2 separate regions of the Pan troglodytes genome follow, and region 2 is linked to region 1. The links are chromatin contacts, called in public Hi-C maps. All regions are on one chromosome and are shown on one strand. Each heading gives the region's core, a stretch centred on a gene start, on an enhancer-like site or on the middle of the called end of the contact. The rest is flanking DNA. Distances are from core to core; before and after follow the strand shown.

Evidence for each region. A called contact is a pair of places that touch in the nucleus more often than the background predicts.
Region 2: a Hi-C map of stem cell-derived neural progenitor cells shows a contact between it and region 1, with 1.9 times the contacts expected there. The contact joins the enhancer-like site here to the promoter of LIMCH1 in region 1. A contact is called at or near these places in 1 of 7 Hi-C or Micro-C datasets (stem cell-derived neural progenitor cells) and 1 of 1 datasets of contacts at active chromatin or transcription factors (stem cell-derived excitatory neurons).

What each region holds. Positions count from the first base shown.
Region 1 is chr3:41,680,962-41,683,661 of NHGRI_mPanTro3-v2.0_pri, forward strand. LIMCH1 (LIM and calponin homology domains 1) reads left to right here and starts at 1,298. Exons shown (of 26, transcript XM_063808788.1): 1 at 1,298-1,493.
Region 2 is chr3:41,846,575-41,849,274 of NHGRI_mPanTro3-v2.0_pri, forward strand. It overlaps LIMCH1 (LIM and calponin homology domains 1), which reads left to right. Exons shown (of 26, transcript XM_063808788.1): 3 at 490-559. Among named protein-coding and RNA genes, the nearest start is that of LIMCH1, 170 kb to the left of the region's middle. Within about 2 kb of position 1,402, at least 3 of the 24 cell types and tissues checked have an H3K27ac peak or open chromatin away from gene starts, as enhancers often do. A contact at or near this core is called in stem cell-derived neural progenitor cells, where this site is marked.

The DNA.
Region 1 (2,700 bases), core at 48-2,547:
TTATAATTCAAGATGAGATTTGGGTGGGGACACGGAGCCAGATCATATCACTGCCCAAAGCCATATATTGTATTAGTGTACCAGAGTCATTTTGTGGACTGTTTGCTTTGCCATGTTTCTTTATGGAAACAAGGTCATCTTCTGCCCACACGTCTTTAGCCCTTTCCCATGCTTGCCTTCTTTATCTCTTCTTTGTATACTTTTCCCTCCCTCTGTTTTGGACAGCAGGGTGGAGGTGAGGATCAGTGGTCTGTACTCAGCAACTGCTTGTTTGTCAGGTCCAGCTTTGGTCTGTTTACATTCAGTCCCCTTGTTCGTGCCTTTCACAATGATTCTGCTGGATGACTATATCCACCTCATTTTAGGTGAGGAAACTGAGGGACACACTGTAAGTGGGAGTCTGGACAGGACTGGTAAGACAGCTTGGTGTGCAGTTAGGAGCAAATCTGGCGCCAGGCTGTCTGGGCTTGAATCCAACCCTCCCTGTCCACCAGCTCTGTCCCTTGGTTTCCTCATAGGGATGATAACAGTCCTATCTTACAGGGCTGGAATAAGGACTGAGTTAGTCAATTATTTGTAATGCACTTAGAACAGTGCCTGGCACAGCATAAGTGCCACATAAGTGTTTTCAAAGCAAATAAACTAAAGCCTGTCTGACTCCAAAGCTGGTAATGGTGGAATTTGAGGCCTGCTTTTTGTTCCATTCCCCTATTATAGCAGCAGAATTGGACAAAGATTGAACTCGTATTCTGGATGGGGAACAGAGATTTAGAGGCTGAGGCACCCAGGGACCTCCAGCCACCGTCAGAAACCTCTTGTTAGCAGCCATTCTGAAGACGGGAATCCATTAGCTTGAGGTTAGGCCAAGAATACTGAGCTCCTCCGGACCCAGCGCTGGGCTCACGTAGGTCAGAGCTCCCTGGTGGCCTACCAGGGGATACCCAGGCAACAATCTAAAAGGTAGTGTGTGCCCCCTCACCCGCAGGCGGGACCTGGCCTGCCTCTCCCATGCTATCATTCCCGCCTGGTGCTCTCCACACCAGCTCCAGTCTTGCTGGCCCGCTGTGGGCTCCTCCACGGGGAAGCTCATTCCTACCTTAAGGCCTTGGCATCCATCTGGAATTCTTCCCCCAGATTGTTACACAGTTAAATCTCCCTCACTCATGGCACCTCTTCAGGACATTTCCTTACAGACACCTTCCTTGATCGTCACTTGGGCTGTAGTGCAAAACAGAAGGCATGCTCAAGTGGGAGTGGCCAAGGAGAGTTTAAAGGAAGGGTTAGAAAGAAGTGAGCCGGATCGGGAGACCATAATGGGATGGGGAAGCCTTTACCATACCTAGGCCTGGGAGGTTGAGTGGGACAAGAGGAGATGGGGAACCTTCTGGAAACCCCTACCCACCTGCAGGAAGGGACGAGATAAATAAATGCACGTCTCTCTTCAGCTCACTGACCATCTGCCTACCTCCCATTAATGGAACCGGGACTCACAGGTCAGCCTCCCAGCCAAAAGGGGGGAAGGCTATCGGAAATTACCCCGCGCTTTTTCTTTCCAAGTCATTATCTTCTCCTCTTTTATCTTAACAACACCCGCCACAATTATCTTCTTTTGATTTACATGTTTATTGTCTGTCCCGGCCCCCAATTCCGTCTACAATGTAGATACCTCGAGGGCAAGGACTTCCAGGTAGGGTGTGTGTGTGTGTGTGTGTGTGTGTGTGTGTGTGTAGGGTGTGTAGGGTGTGTGTGTGTGTGTGTGTGTTTCCATCTCTACGTCCCCAGCGCCTGGCCCAGTGCCTGACGCATAGTAGGTGCACAGTGACTGTTGGTTGACTGCATCGACAGACTAGGACACAGGTAGCCTTCCTGGAGAAGGAAAAGCTCATCAGGGTCGTTTTTCTTTTTCTTCTTACAAAAAGATCAGGTGGCTGTGTACTTCCCGGCGCCGGGCCAGGGGCTGCCCCGCCTTGCCCCTACCTCTGCGGCCAGGAAGGACTGCAGGTGCTGCGCGGCCAGAGCCCGCGCTTCCTACTGCTCCGGTGCCGCAGCGCCCGCTCCCCCGGGCCCGGGTGCGCCCCCCTGGGCGCGCGTCTCCCATATGATGCCAGACCCATCCGCCCGCCCCTCAGCAGCCGGCGGGGCGCAGGGACGTGCGGGGCGGCCAGCGGATTCCCTCTATCGGGCCGGGTGTGAGCGGGAGGGAGACACGCAGCGCTCGCTCCGGGTTATTTTTAGTCGGTAGCTGTGCTCCCCCTCCCCGGGGGCGGAGCGGCCCGCGAAGGTGGGGAGGAGAAGAAGCTCCCGGCGCCTCCGCGCTCGCTCCCGCGGGTCACTCACGGCGCGTTGGAGCCCGGGCGGCGCTGGGAACAGCTGCCGCGGCGTCCTCTAGCAGCGCGCGGCTCTCCCGGGACCTGCGCCGGCCGGGGGCGGGGAGAGGCGGGGAGGGGAGGCCGGCGGGCGGGAAGGGGCGGGGAGCGCGCTCCTGCGGCGGCGGCGGCGGCGGCGGCGGCGGCGGCCGTCCTCATCCCGGCGCTTGAGAGGACGCGGGGCTGCGCAAATGGCTTGTCCCGCTCTCGGTTTGGAAGCTCTTCAGCCCCTGCAGCCCGAGCCGCCCCCCGAGCCCGCCTTCTCCGAGGCGCAGAAGTGGATTGAGGTAGGTGCGGGTGGCTGGCGGGCGGCCTTGCACTGGCGCCCTGAGCC
Region 2 (2,700 bases), core at 152-2,651, 170 kb after region 1:
ATTGAAAAAGCCACTCTTCTCAAAGAGCAAGTAGGGTCTGACTTAGAATTTGTCTTGGCAAATGATTTGTAAAGATAGATACTGGTCTTTGAATTTAGTGCATCCCTGGAGAGACCCATGTCTTAGCCAGGAAAATTGGCAACAAGCCTTACCTGAGTTGTAATACCTGGTTCCAGTTCCAGATAATTCCCTCACAACCTCAATCCAGCTCTCCCCTTTGTCCTTTTCCTTGAAGCCCTCCTCAGTCTCTACCTTTTCTCATCTCTCAACATTTCTAAATTCTAAAACTTCACCTGCCATGGACCAACTTGATATTGGCAAAGCTCTTCACTTATATGCATGAAGGCTGATAGATTATTGAGATTTACTATATGCTTTAAATTCACTGCTTTTCCTATCCAGCAATTTAGCTGTAGCCCCGGATAAAGGTGATTTGTGTGATCCATCTTGCTTTATGTCTCACTTGACATTCTGCCTTTTTCATGACAGGTTGCTGAATGCTATAAAGCCAGGACTTGTTAAAAAGATCAATAGATTGCCTACCCCCATTGCAGGACTGGTGAGTATGTGGAATTGAGATTTATTTTCCAATATTCCTTTGCTCTAACCTAGGGGTCATGACAGCACCATTTATTACAGTTCTCTCCTGCAATATATATTCCACTTGAATGAGAACGCATTGAATCCATTAAACGAAGAGGTCACTTAAAATGAAAGATTGCAGTCATGCCTAAATGGCATGTTAATCTTTGTTTGTGTTTTTTCCATGAGTGATAAGGACCTTCATTCTCAAAGAGCTAAATTTGTTTTGGGGTGAGAGGCTGATAATTAGGTTGACCCTTGGGGAAGGAATGTGATTTTAATTACGTTTTCTCATTTCAGTTCATCACTGCATTCCCCTAGAATGGAGGGTAGGGGAGGTAGAGAGAAAGAGAATTTTAAAAGAAAACAGTAGTTTTATAATAAATTGCTGTTTTCAATATTATAATCTACTTGGGTTGAAATACCACAATTGTAGACCAACTATCCTGAAGACATACTGGGGCACTAAGGTGGTCTAACGTCATCTGGAGAACTGTTTAAGCAGAATCCTTGCCCTTCTGAACCTATCCACATAAAATCTAAAACTTACATGTTCATATGTGGTTAGAAGCAGAATATTTTTTTCATGCACTGATATGTCTTATAATTCTTGGCAACTGATTTTAATTGCTTCATCGATGTTGCCTTTGTGTAGAAAAAGGAAAGAAGTACAAGATCAGGAAGACAATCAACTCTTAGTTTTGGAAGGAATTGGCATATGTGTGCGTGCGTGCACACGCGCGCACACACACGCACAGAGCAGAGGAAGTATGTAGCTCGGTAATGACTCACTGATTGTTTCCATTGTGATCGCCTTCTGCGCATGTAGTTTTGCAGAAAGCAATGAGAAGAATGTCAAGAATTTAAGCAAGATCCTACGTAGACCTTACTGATTGTTGTTAAAAAGCTTCTTAGCCATATCACGATGACTAATTGAAATTAGATGTGACAAAAAACCAATTGTGTTTGAGAATTGTGGGGGGTCCTTGTAGGAAGGTACATGGTTTCAGCAAGGTGAATGAAATAGATGTTTTCTTTAAGAACTGCTATTTCTGTGGATGCATTTTATTCCCCATATTGGTTGGTAGTGAGCTGGTGATTAGTCGTTAAAAATCTTTCTAATTTTGTTCTTCAGAATCATGTAACCAAATAAGTTAGTTAATATCGAGATAGATACATATATTTGGAAGGAATATATTTGAATAGTTCTATAAAATAAATAATATATAAGTATTATATATCAGTGTATACATATATCAATTATTTTAAAACATTTAGTAAATTCACCTCTTCCAAATGTTAAAGCCAAGGTCTTAATGATCCTGATGAACATCTGTTTGTCCCTAAGCCTATGGCAACTCTGGACCTTGGAGCTCTGGGGTTTAATGTTATAGAAGCAAAATTTGCAGCATAAAACTAAGGAAGGCCCCAGGAAAATCCAGATGAGGAGAAACAAGTCACTCCCAGTCCAGTAGCTAAAGAGAAGAGGGTTTCAAAACCTCAATTTAAAATGGAAATCATAAATAATTTTAGTAAAATTAACTGTTAGGGGCACATGCATTTGTCTTTATATTATTTCCTATCATGGATCAAATGTTGTTTCTCACATATTGCCTCTGTCTTGGAGCATTTGGGCAACTTGATACAAGAAGACAAGGTGACCTCATCTTCTTTCCTTCTATTTATGTTCTTGACTAGTATTCCTCTACTTTCTTTTTTCATTTGGATTTCCTTTTCACTTTGTCCTTGCTATCGCTTTTTTTTTTTTTGCCCCTTTTCAATGAACACCTCCCCCGCTTACCGTCACCCTGTATCATTTATATTTTCTTAACTAATTTATCATCTTTAGTCCAAAAAAATACTTTCTTAAGTAAAGTCACCTAGTAACCCATTCACTAGTGACTCCTGAATCTACAAATCTGGTCAAACTCTTTTCCTTTGCTCCAGTTGCCTTCAGATCAACATTTCCACAAAAACCAGAGCACTTGTGGCCCTGGTGGGAAACAGATCGCCATCCCGCAACCCCCTGTTATGTTCATGTACTTCCAGGGTTCTCGCGTCATGCCTGTGCCTCCCTTTCTATGCTCATATTCTTGACTGTGTCCATGACTTCAGCTC